2 separate regions of the Mus musculus genome follow, and region 2 is linked to region 1. A link is a contact called in public Hi-C data. All regions are on one chromosome and are shown on one strand. The core of a region is the stretch at or near the end of the contact, and the rest is flanking DNA. Distances in the headings are between cores, read along the strand shown. Region 1 has its middle 7.7 kb from the start of Gm36475. Region 2 overlaps Pik3r1 (phosphoinositide-3-kinase regulatory subunit 1).

Region 1 (6,428 bases), core at 2,451-4,950:
ACATTTTGGCAGAAAACTCCAAATCTTGTTTTCTCCTTGCTCAGATGAATGGCAGATAAGATGAAGGCCTGTCTAGTGTTGAATAGGAGAGTAATAATATTGATGGGTGTTGTGGTGATTTGAATATGCTTGGCCCAGGATGTGGCACTATTAGGAAGTGTGGCTTTGTTCGAGTAGGCATGGCCTTGTTGGAGCAAGTGTGTCATTGTAGGGCTGGGCTTTGAGACTCTCCTCTTAGCTATATAGGAGCCAGTCTTCTGTTTGACTTTGGGACAAGATGTAGAACTCTCAGCTCCTCCAGTGCCATGACTGCCTGGATGCTGCCATGCTTCCTACCATGATGATAACGAACAGAACCTCTGAACCTGTAAGCCAGCTCTAGTTAAATGTTGCCATTTATAAGAGTTGCTTTGGTCATGGTGTCTCTTCACGGCAACAGAAACCCTAACTAAGATAGGTGTATTCAACTTTAACATAGACTTTAAAGAAAAATAAAATAAAACTAGACAAATAATGTAAACTGTCCTTTATCTGGGAAGTGGAAATAAGTCCTTGCAGGCTACACCCTCCCTGAGTTGCTAAAAGTTACTAACATTGACATTTTTGATGCCTATCTCCCTCTAGTTTCAAGTAACATTGAAATGGTTTTTGACACTATGAATCAACCTAAAATTAAGCACTGAAAAATAAAACACAAGAATGTGGGTAGAAGGTGCTTACCAGTACAACTGCTTCCATTATAGAAATGATTGTTTGGACCAAGATATTTTGTTTGCTGAAGTCTGGGAAGAAGGAAGTGCGATCCAAATAGGAAAGGTCCCAGTGACAAATGAGAAGCCTGTGGACACTGTGGTGCATTGTTCTGCCCCATCTAGAAGGCAAATACTGTCGGGACAGGGACGGATCCTTTCCAAGTAGATGATGAAATGCACTTTATTGACATTATCAATAAGGATGTACTTATGGGAAACAAGCACAGAGCATTGCTCACACTTTAAGGACATGGAAGGTAACAAAAGCAGAGTCGTGTGTCTCTTCATGAAGTCTACATTGCTTTGTGGCCACCAGGCATTGGCTTGGGATGTAGAGAACGAGGTGACTTTCAAGGTTTTAATCTTATGCCATGAAGTCTCAACTTCCTTATAACTAAAATGGGCATGAAGGTATCTACATAGTGTAATGAGATCACAGTCTGATTTCAGAGGTAGGGTCTCACACATCTAATCCACAGCTATTGGGCAACAAATGTAATTTCTTATATGTGCATTGAGATCTGAATGATCTATGGTATAGCCAGCAAGGTACAAAGTATAATGCAGATCTCTATCAAATTTTTTGGCTTGCATTAATACAACTATTTTATTCTTAGTTTTCTGTTTTTCCCTCTGTTAAGGGCTTGTATATTTGCCCTCTTCTTAGACCCTCAAAAGTAAAACCAAATAAACAAAACCCAAATCCAACAACTCTCTTTGGAACTACATATGAAAATAAGTTTTATCATTCCAAACCATCCTGCTTTGCACTTCCCAGAATCCTTTAAGAAAAAATGAACAGCTTGGTAGATGAAATGCAAGTTCAGAAAGTCATTCTCGCCATGCCGTAAATGCATGCATATTATTATAAGGCGATGAGTCATTACTTGTTCCTGTAGAATTTTTTAACTGGGGCTTTAAAAAAAAAAAGGTTAATAGAGGGTGGTTAAAGTTGCCAAGTTGAGAAATCCAGAGAACAAAGAACTTTTCTTCTAGGGATAGGTAGGAGTCAGCAAGTTTAAAGCAACCAAGAACCTTCAAACCCATCAGTTTGTAGATGAGAAAGAAAAAGGTTAAACAGAGACACCAACAATAAACATTTACAGAACATGATTAGGACTGGATACTCATCCAGTGGTTTGCATGTAGTACTTAATCCTTAAAGCAACCCCAGAGCTAGGTGCATTATTGATGACATGTTAAAGCATATCAAAGATAAGGAAATTGAAGACGAGGGAGAGCAAGCCATTTGCTCAAGGATACACAGCCTGTTCCCTCTCCTGAGCTGCCTTGATGAGGAGAATGGTTGACTGAATCATTTATGAAGCCACGTAGCATTTTCTGAATACTTGTTAAGTGTCAAGTGTGTGCTTGGTGCTGGGGACACCAAGGCATGTGAGCCAGTTGTGGTGTCCTCTTTGTGGCATGTGCAGAGCATCAGGGAGAGATGTATGCCAACTGCCACAGGAGAGTAATTACAAAGTGGGATCTTTGGGTCTCAATGTAGAATACAGGTCTGTGAGCCAGGTATCTTTTTTTAGTCATAGGATTGAAGGTGGTTTTTCAGAAGTTGAACCCATTGCCCTGAGACCTGAGAGGTTAGGATGCTAACTAGAAGAGGTAGGGGAGTGTAAAGATGGTTCTGTTTGGGAAACTCAAGGGTAAGTACCCTGGGCCAGAGCATAAGAGTGGGGTAGGGATGGGCAGCAGTGGAAAGAAAGGGCAGATAGTCAGACCTTTTGTGCAGAACACTTGCACTTCATTTCTGTAGCGTAAGGATAACTGCTTTGGGGATTACCTTACAAACGTTTGCTAGTGACACTCTAGCTATCTAACATTACATCCCTTGGCAAATGTCTGGAGCAGCCTGGGTCTCCTAGTTCTACAGTTCCTTTGGTGGGCCCTCTGGAACCTTGGGCATCTTCCTCTGGTTCCTTTTTTGGTCACTTTCTTAATTCAAAACTACAGCAAGCTCTTTCAAAGTACAGACTGTCTTTTCTCAATATTCTTGCTCAGTTCCCCTAAATGTCCAAATCGTACCTTCTACACTGGTACCATTTGGTAGATCACTAATGTTCCTAGCACCATTTTTTTTTAAAGATAGTAGCCAAACATTTGGTTGTATATCCTGTTCACTGGTGGTATTTTCGAATTGTGTCTACTCATTTGTGCTTATTTTGGAATAGTGTCTCCCTCTTTCCAATGTGTTTTTACTAACAGCATGGAAACATCTCTGCTATTACTTTCTCACTTGAGCTGGTAGGATGCTGCCCATTGCCACTGTGCCCACTAATAAAAGCCATCCCTCATGCCTGGCCTGGCTTCTGAGAACCCCACTAGAACTTCTTGCTTCAGCTAAAAGCACTATGAAGCCAATTAAAATAAATAGCCAATCTGAACACATGTAACATTTAAGTTATCTCTACCGTAGTGGAAAGGAATTCAGACCTTGTGCACATTTAACTCATTTACTTTTCAAACACACTGCAACATCTTAAAGGAATACACATGCCCACTAGCATCATCCAGCCTAATGGGAGAGATGTTACTTGGGGAAGAAAAAAATAGATAAATCTGATGGCAGCATGATTGGCTCTTATGAGTGGGTTTCTAAGTTCTATAATGGATAACAGGGGCAGTTGGCTTGGGTTGAGTGGTTACTTATCAGGATTTGTGCTACTGGTCTCCAGTATATAAATTACTACTGGCTTGTTGTGGTAGAGAATGAAGGAAAACTCCTTCTGTAAGGAGGCATGCAGCTCTCCTTGATTTATTACATGTGGTAACACTCAGCTGACTAATGAGAAGGATCAAACTGCTCTCTGACACGGCATCAGCTTTGGCCTAACTCAGAAACACTGGATCTCAGTTTGTACAGTGGGGTGTATTACTCAGCTGTAAGGAAAGATACGTGATAGTTAGAGGGAAGAGGTTTTTGTGCTCCTGTCCCTGTGGTAAACTTTGAAGTGGTTTGTCAAGTAATATTTCAGGCTCTGCAGCCTCACACCAGGTGTGAAGCCAGGGGTAACGGCTTTGTTAAGTTTTCTCAAAGCCGGTTCAAGGACTTTGAACAAGTACAAAGTGTGTGATGTTTGGGGATTGCCTGCATTGTTACGGATTTAAAAAAAAAAAAAGATTCATACCCCCTGAGAAACATCTACTTCCGGACAGAAAGAGGTAAAAAATAGGTCAGTATGTCAAAAAAGAGCCTAGGAATATAGGGAAACCCCAGCAAGACCTATCCAGAGGCAGGCAGCTAGGACACCCTGGTAGTCAGAAGGTGTTGCCTGCGTTCTGCTTGCAGATGTTGGTCTGCCCAATGGACAGTGGGCAGTGTCACAGAGATCCTGGGATACTGTGATTCTTTCATCCTGTTCCTTAAAGGGTCCTGTGGGTCTTCACCTGGAAGACTGGACACTCGTAGAGAAGAGCAATAGTGACCATTGTATACAGTGAAGTGGAACTGAGAGAAGTTTCATCAGATGGTGAGTCTCCCAGAGCCAGTTATGTGAGGTATGTAATTAAGATTATAATGAAGCCATCTTAAAATCACATTGCCCTCCCACTTAGCAACTTCCTTTAAAGAAAGAGAGAAAGAAAGAACGAGAGAGAGGGAAGGAGGGAAGGAAGGCAGGACGGAAGAAGGGAGGGAGGGAGGAAGGGAGGAAGGAAGGGAGGGAGGGAAGGAAGGGAGGAGGGAGGGAGGGAAGGAAGGAAGGGAGGGAGGGAGGGAGGGAGGGAGGGAGGGAGGGAGGGAGGGAGGGAAGGAAGGAAGGAAGGAAGGAAGGAAGGGAGAGAGAGAGGAGAGGAGAGGGCGGGCGGGCGGGCGGGAAGGAAGGAAGGAAGGAAGGAAGGAAGGAAGGAAGGAAGGAAGGAAGGAAGGAAGGAAGAAACCATGGAATCCAGCCAGACATGCTATTAGACCACCATTTGAAGAGACCAGAGCTAAGTGACAGGAGAGCTGTTATGGCCCCTACACCCCAACCACATCTTTCTTTGAACACACAGTTTACAACACAGATAATTGTTGCCGGAGAGTCACGTCCTGTGACCATCCAGTCACTTTTCTGAATTTGTTAAACACACCCCTCTGCCTCTGGTACTGGAGCAGAGTGGACATGCAGTATTAGGACGGGGAAAACAAAGTGGAATTTTAGGGTAGGACAGCCATTGAATTTGGTGATGCCCAGGCCCAGGAAACAAGATGACTCCCACATCCAGCCTGCATCCAGAGAACTGGTCCCTAAACTCCATCCTTATTCCTCTTGAGCTATACAACTTCCTACCTTGCTTCTTTTCTCTTCCCAAATGAAGGAAAGGGGGGTGGGAAGCAGAGAAAATGTGAAAGTGGACTTTCCACTCATTAAAGTGGTAAGCTATGTCATTCCGTGAAGGAGAGAGAGAAAAAGCATCTACATTGGAAGGGGCTTCACCCCGCCCATCCACCACACTAACTGCGCATGCTCAATGAGCTCCTGCTCTTCATCCTTTCTCTTCAACTCCCTGACACCCAGCTCCCAAGGGCCATAGCAAATGAATAGTATCCAGTGTCTTCCCGACGGTCACAGTTCTGCCCAGCGTGGAGTGTCTGACTTCCATTCTGCTATAGAACAGCTGGAGGTTTCAGGCAGCAAACAAAGAGCTCTCCAGCCAAGGTAGAAATAAAGATAACTATTTTATTATTCAGCACATGCAGATAGCTAGCCACAGAGACTTACAAAAGGCACGGTGAAATCCCACATGTTTTATAAACCAGCATGCGAGAAATAACAAGCAAACAGCTCCAGTCTCCTCAGGAGACAAACAGTTCTAGCTCAAGATAGGATCCCAGACTCCTTCCAGGGAGGCACGGTAGCATTTGGAGGGGTCATAACCTTCGAGATTTCTATGTTGTAGAACCAGAGGTTGAGCTTATCCGGGCAGCCCAGAAGGCAGCATTTAAATTCCAAAAGATTAGAGCAAGGACTCTGGCCCCTTATGCCCTCAAGCAGACTTAGTACTAATAACAGGAACACCAGGAGTCTCTTGGGCAAACCATCCATCTCCAAAATGCCCTTCTCACAGTGAAAGGCTAACCCCATCCATTTCTGACCTCCAGTCCTGGGGGGGACTCGCTACCCCACATAGTTTTTTTCCTTCAGTGCCACCACACACTGAGTATTTTTATGTGGGCATGGCAGGAGGTTGGAAGTGAAGTTTTCTTAAGGGACACCTTTTAGCAGCATCTGCCATAGTCCAGATGCTCACTCTGGGGAGGTCAGGGTCTCAACAAGCCAAAGGAAAGCAGTCTGTTCATTAAAGGAGCTCACACAAATGACAATGAATGGCAGTCTCCTAAAGCCACCTAGGGGGATGGGTAGCAAGGATTCCTTTCTCATTCCAGAGTCTCTAGTTCATGACCTAAATCATTTCTGGGGGCTGCATTGGGAAGGGAGGAGGGAGAGGCCTGTCTCCTCCACTTGCTTGACATCAATTCTCAACACCCAGCCAGTGCACCTACACTTTAGTTTGATGCTTGCGGTGCTCATTTAAAATGCACAGCTCTGACCTTCTTCTCTTGCTCAACCAATTGGGAATGCAGCCAAAGAATATGCATTTTTACAAAGTGTCCCCTAGTAATTCTGAAGTCAGTGTCATTCAGACCGACTGACCTACCCAACCGCTATATAGGAGCCT
Region 2 (6,428 bases), core at 2,206-4,705, 170 kb after region 1:
CTGGATCTGCTTTTCAAGGCCCCTTTCGGGGTGTGCTCTTTCATGAACTTCTCCACTCATCTGATCACCCTAAAATGTCACCAACAGCACCTCTAAAGCTCTTTCTCTTGGGAGAAGTACACTCCCAGCTAGTATTTAGACACTGTGTCTTAACAGGCCTTATTTAAGTTGTGCCTCAGACATCAGCATTATCATTCCAAGTACTACCTGGTAACAGCCCAGAGACAATCTGCCCTGCAACAAATACTTCCTTGTAGTCCCCACTTAAGGATCCTTCAACGACTCCTTTCTGTTCAGAGCAGCAGTTTCTATTAAACGACTGGTTTATGAGCATTCATTTGAGATGTGCTGGAGGTGAGCTTCCAAAGCCCTCAGGGACTCTTTCGTGCTGGGCTAGCGACGAGGGCCTCTGGGAATGCACTGCATTCCCACTGGGGTCACACACACCCAAACCCTTGCCTGGGGGTGCCCTACCAATCACAGCACTGGAGCTATCCTAGAGCCCAAAGGTGACTCAGGACGGAGGCACCTTCTTTTACCCTCTTGTAGGTGGAGAGTGAAATGTTTGCACAGGTGAGAGACACTGAAGCATCCATTTGGTCCCACGGGGCCTATACAGTGCTCATCGTGGCTGAGAAATACCGCATGAAGTGAAAATGGCTCGCATAGGGCTTAAGAATTACTTGGATTTAATTCTTTTTCTCTTCTCTCTCTCTTTTGAAGAAGCCGCACAAGGACTGGGACAATCCAGTCCGTTCAAATCCGTCATTCCTCGGCCGAGCTGACGGAACTAATCCTCCTTTGAAATTAGTATACAAGCGTCTATGCAGGGCACTGTAGCCCTCTTCTGTGTATCAGCCGCAGTATGAAAATGGATACTGATGATACGTGCTTACTCTTATAAGTCAACCTTACAAAAGACATTTAATCCATTTGTATTAAACTACAGTGGTGAACTCCCCCCTCCCCAGACAAATAAGCCCTTAGTAATCAATTCATTTGTGAAAGTCCTGTCTGGCTTTGGGCTTCCATGTATATTCCCCAATGAGGCCAGAGAGTGCCATTAAGAAGACCATGATGACCAGCTCGTCAGATTCCCCACACCCGACTCGGCACCATCCCAAGCCCTTCAGGGCACACAAAGCTCAGCTGTGCCTCCTCTCCGACAAACAGCCAAAGGCAAGCAGGAGGAAGTGAACATTTGCAGCTCAGGCCTTTGGCTCAGGGCCTGAATATTCTTGGTGCCCCTCTTCCTTCCTAGCCTGTGTGGTGAGTCTCAGGGTAGGCAATCTCTATAGCTCACAGCCACATCCATGCCTCCACACTCTTTCTTCCCCGTTAAGGTCAAAAGCAGCTCCCAAGGATAACCCAACACTCCTGAATCCATTCTCTAGTAAACTCAGGATCATATGGGGTGATGCCCTTGGCCTCAAATCCCAAGCTAGGCTGAGGTTCCTTGATGCACTGTCTATAGCTCTGGGCACCCTGGTTAAATGCTGTCTGCTGTGGTTTGGAACTTTTGGAATATACCATTCATCCATCATCTCTAGGTACCATATTTTGAGCCAGTCCACAGAACCTCTTTCCAGGTCCTGCATCCTGGGTGCTCATCCATGTTTTGAGCCCAAGACCTGACCTCTCTCAAGCTGTCTCATCCAGATGCAAAGAGCCACAGCTGACCTTGCAATGACAGACAGAAACGCACGGTAGGATGCTCTGACCCCCTGGCTGCTCACACAGCGGTGCTAATCTTCGTGAGTTACCCATCACAGATAGAAGAAGCAGGGTACTCCATTGAAAAGCCTGGCACCGAGGAGGAGTACAAGCAGAACTTATCTCTTGGCCCTGCAACTATGCTCTCCTGCTAAGGGCTGACAATCAATCTAAAAGGCCAGCCCAGTAAGCTAACTGCTACTGGATCACAGGTTGTTTGAACTCTTTGGTCCAGGCTCTTCCTGCTTCCTGAACTTCCTGGACTTAAATGGCTAGCTGAAGGCCCACCTGCTTTTAGAATGGCATCTGGCTTGGTCTAAACAGCCCCAGCAGAACACTGCTTTCATACCGCCTGCGTTACTGAAAATGTTTATTTTGACAGACATTTCTTGGTATAGTCACTTCCAAAGCACACACTCCAAAATACTTTAAATTATATAGTAATTATAAATCCCCCTACTTTGTAAGATTTGGAAAAACAACAACAACAACAACAAAATGTCAACAGCTGCAACAAACTCCATAAATTTATTCAGCAGCCCGAAGCCTAAGTGGTGGAAGGCCCAGGGAGCTCTCTCTATTCTCATCTGAGACAAAAAGATGGAGACATGAAGGAATCTTGAGGTCAAGGCTAACCTCTGCTACAAAGTGAGCTCAAGGCCAGCCTGGACTACATGGTGAGACCTTGTATCAAGCTAGTAAATTAAATAAAAATAAAAAATAAAAAAGTAAAACCAAGGTAGCTTAAAACCTGCAAAACCCGACATATGACATTTCACAAATACCACCACTGTTATTTTTCCATGAACCATAAATTAGCATATTACTATGGATTGCAGAGATCTGTGTTAATTCCAAGGAGCTAGAAACCACCGATTTCAAGGTCCAAAAAAGCTGAGCCGGAAGTGAATGTCAAATGTTGCAGAGCCTTACCTGGTGCTGGCTGTCTCTCATTCCATTCCGTTGAGATTAAAATCTCTATCGCTTTTATGAGGTGTTCAGTATTATCAGAGCTGCAACAAAGAGCATTTTGTGAGAACCATCATTTCTAAAAGTAATTCTCTTTTCATTCATCTACATCCTATTGATGTGTGTGAAGTAAGTCCCCAGAAAACGTGCATCTGTGAGGCATCAATTTAGGGCCACTCATCAGCTCTCACCCATACCGTCCGAACCTTCTTTTCATCCTTCACTTACCTGGCGGCTGGAAATCTGAAAAGCACGGGGCTGAAAATCTCAGAGAGGACTCTTGCATTCAAAAGGTTTTTGCTGGAGGCTTGAGAGAGCTTGAAAAAATGCTTGAGCAAATACTGAAGCGTAAGCCAACACTGATGAGGTATATTAGGCAATCTAATGAGCTTCTTCAACAGCTGGATGCAGTCTTCAGGGCTCTGTAGTTCTGCAGGTTCAAAACAAAACAAAACAGGAAACAGAGTAAGGCTAGGTGTAGGTGCCGGTGAGCCAACGCTTTGACCATTTCTTCTCTCTCCCTTAGCTACACGAGGAGGTGCACACAGACATCTTCAGGAAAGGTACCTAGGACATTTGTCCTTCTTAGTAAGAAATGCATTGTGAGAAAGTAAAGTTCTCAGGTCAAATGAAATACAAGACAACTCTTTTTGTAAAAAAAAAAAAAAAAAAAAAAAAAAAAAACCCACAGACTGTTCTGGGTGTGCTCTCAGAAGCCTGGCCTCCATCAGGCAGCACCAAGCGTGATTGGCTACTTCCTCGGATCATCAGATAAGTAGCACAGGTTATACTTTGAAGGTCACGGACCACAATTTCCTGTCCCCAAAGCACTGAGCAGAGCCTCGGCTCCCGATGCTGAGTCTTCCACCCTCGACACATTTTGTTCTGGGTGTTCAGGGAAGAGGGCAAAAATATGCCCCATCGTGCACTCTAGTACTGGATCTCCGAATCCGGTGCTAGATGGCTGTGGCCTGCCTAGCTGCAGTGGTCTTTGCAGAGAGTGATCAAAAAGTTAACAGTTAGCCAGTTTCTCACTTGGGCAGGCTTCTGAGCAAACACAATAGGGTGTCTTCTATCAGATGCTGTGTGGTAAAGGAGATCTGGGGTGGCAGTTTAGTGTTTTCTCAACACCTCCTACTTATACAGGGCCGTTGGCGCCTCCTAGAGTGCCAAGTATACCTACATCCCAGTATCCATTCCGAGAGGTCTGAAAAGAGAGAACCAACCTTGGGCTAAAGACATCATCTCATTGTAAACAGCTACAGGAATGACAGGATTTGGTAAGTCGGCGAGATAGCGTTTGAAAGCATCTGCTAAGACGTGTACGTCGATCATCTCCAAGTCCACTGACGCGGCATCTGGAAGAGAAACAATGTAAGAAACCATGTAAGAGGCACTCAGACTTTCTGTTGGGCCAGTTTTCCAAGTGTGGGACTTAAACGAGACACAGGGAAGGGAGCGATGCAGAACAGAAGCATGGCACACTGACCACTGTTTCATTCCTGAAGTTGGGACAGAACAGCTTTTCCTCATGGAGTTCTGTCTCACAATCCGCCTTTAACTATCACGTTAATCCCATATGTCTTGGGGCAACAACAACAACAACAACAAAAATATGCCACTGTTACTGATCAGTTAATACTCTGCACTGCTAAGGTGGCATCCTCTCCATGCCTGTATTAAAAGTCAAAGGCCCAGTTTTCCAGAAAGAACACGGTTTAGAGAGAGATCCTGTAAGGGGTGATTTGATTAAACAAGGTTATTAGAGTGGACCCTAAGACCGCTAACTGGCATCATTATAAAAAAAAGACAAAGACACAGACACAGACACAGACACAGACACAGACACAGACACAGACACAGACACAGACACAGGGACTACGGGAACAGAGGAAAGGCCTCAGAAAGACACACTGAGAGGCGGCTGTTGGGGAGCCTAGAAAGGGAATCTCAAAGGAAGCGAACAAGGCCTAAACCTTCATCATCTTGGATTTCCAGCCTGTGAGGCTGTGCGAGAAATACATTTTATTCAGTTTTCTGGAGTGGTTCTGCTGTGGCTGAGGAGGCTCTGTCCTGGAAATAGCTCACCATACAATCAGCGTCTCCTCGAACCACTACAGGAAGAAGAGAAGCCCCAGGTTTTCCCAAATCTTTTTTTTTTTTTTTAAGATTTATTTATTTTATTTATATGAGTACACTGTAGCTGTCTTCAGACACACCAGAAGAGGGCATCAGATCCCATTACAGATGGTTGTTAGTCACCAGGTGGTTGCTGGGATTTGAACTCAGGACCTCTGGAAGAGCAGTTGGTGCTCTTGACCACTGAGCCATCTCTCCAGCCCTGGTTTTCCCAAATCTTAACTGATGAAGGCTGCGTGAAATATAACCCTAACAGAGTGATCAACCGAACATCTAGATACTACAGGCTTTTAGCAAACAAGTTCCAGATTACCTACAGAACAATTTGAATAGTCTCAGAAGAGCAAACCATTTCCAGATTACCTACTGAGCAATCTGAACAGGCTCAGAATGCCTCCCCTAATGCTGCTCCTTTCTAATCTGTGAGCATCAAACTAGCTGGGAAGAAAGAGAAAAGGAGCAGCTTTCCCATCGGCTAGTAAGGAGGCCACGCCATTCAGCCAAGGGTAACCTAAAGTACTTTCCTGTACACGGGAGGTGTGCATAGTTCAGTCCTTGGGATGGGACAGGAAATGAGGGCCAATAGGAAGCAGGTGTACCGAGAGCAAGAAGGATCCAGGATATCCATAGAAGAGAGGCATTTGGTGATGGGACCTTATCTGGGGAACAGTGTGCTCAGAAGGAGGACCTGACATTACTCATTCTCCTGCCTTCACTAAGGCACTGGGGGTTCTGCTGCCAAGGAGATATACGGAGCAAGATAATATAAAGATATAACCTAGTGTGTAGCTGATTCAGGCAGTGTCTGGGAGATGAGAAATGCCAGAGTCACTTTAAGATGCTTCTACGTAAGGCGAGGACAGTATTTAGGTTATCCTCGAACTAAAGATGATAGTGCAAAGCAGGCTCCTTAAACTTGCCCCATTCAATTAAAAACAAGCAAGCAAACAAACAAACAAACAAAAAAACCTTTGCCCATTCATGATCTCTTTGTACCCAGGAAATTTGTATATGATCCCAAATAGTTAGGTACATAAAACAGGCATACAAAGCAAATACTTAATGAAATTATAAAGCAGTTTATTTTACCAGAATTGCTAGGAACACATATAACTTTTATCATTGATTAAAGGTGAAAGCTAATTTGCATATTAATTAGAGATTTCTTTGTTTATTCTTATGCGGTAGTAAATCTTAGCTGAGTATTTGATGCTTCGAGATACAGAGCATCTTCAGTGCTTTTGGAGGTAATCAATGTTGACTTAAAAATTGTCAATGCTGGGACGTCGCTTTGTATAAATCCATGATACTAAATGACGGAATTATACGTCAAGGGCCATTCCAAATACTTCTGGAAATTCTTTCCTAATGATTCCAGCCCAAAATTTATTTAACTTTTTTTTTTTTTAAAAAAAAGAAACCCAAAGAACAATTTTTACGATCAAACATCTTTATATAATTCAATCCAAAGACATATTAATATTTGTGTATGTGCATATATGTGTATGTGTGTGTCTGTATACAAACATCCTAAGATAGACATGTTGAGGATGAAAGATTCACGTCAAAGTCTTCTATAGTTCGGTCACACTGTTTCTATGGGGCAG

Evidence for each region. Hi-C and Micro-C count contacts between places; a contact is called where the count stands out from the background.
Region 2: a Hi-C map of double positive thymocytes shows a contact between it and region 1, with 4 times the contacts expected there. The contact joins two enhancer-like sites. A contact is called at or near these places in 1 of 39 promoter capture datasets (macrophages), 1 of 15 datasets of contacts at CTCF or cohesin (CD8 T cells), 46 of 484 Hi-C or Micro-C datasets (CD4 T cells, CD8 T cells, CD8 central memory T cells and 28 more), 16 of 115 datasets of contacts at active chromatin or transcription factors (CD8 T cells, the HPC-7 cell line, T-cell acute lymphoblastic leukemia and 12 more) and 5 of 9 other capture datasets (adipose tissue, bone marrow-derived macrophages, embryonic stem cells and 2 more).

What each region holds. Positions count from the first base shown.
Region 1 is chr13:101,529,446-101,535,873 of GRCm38.p6, forward strand. No RefSeq gene overlaps it. Among named protein-coding and RNA genes, the nearest start is that of Gm36475, 7.7 kb to the right of the region's middle. Within about 2 kb of position 3,701, at least 42 of the 459 cell types and tissues checked have an H3K27ac peak or open chromatin away from gene starts, as enhancers often do. A contact at or near this core is called in CD8 T cells, CD8 central memory T cells, DN2 thymocytes and 8 more, where this site is marked.
Region 2 is chr13:101,698,801-101,705,228 of GRCm38.p6, forward strand. Pik3r1 (phosphoinositide-3-kinase regulatory subunit 1) reads right to left here. Exons shown (of 16, transcript NM_001077495.2): 5 at 3,909-4,040; 6 at 2,911-3,112; 7 at 2,647-2,726. Among named protein-coding and RNA genes, the nearest start is that of Pik3r1, 66 kb to the right of the region's middle. Within about 2 kb of position 3,456, at least 44 of the 459 cell types and tissues checked have an H3K27ac peak or open chromatin away from gene starts, as enhancers often do. A contact at or near this core is called in CD8 T cells, CD8 central memory T cells, DN2 thymocytes and 8 more, where this site is marked.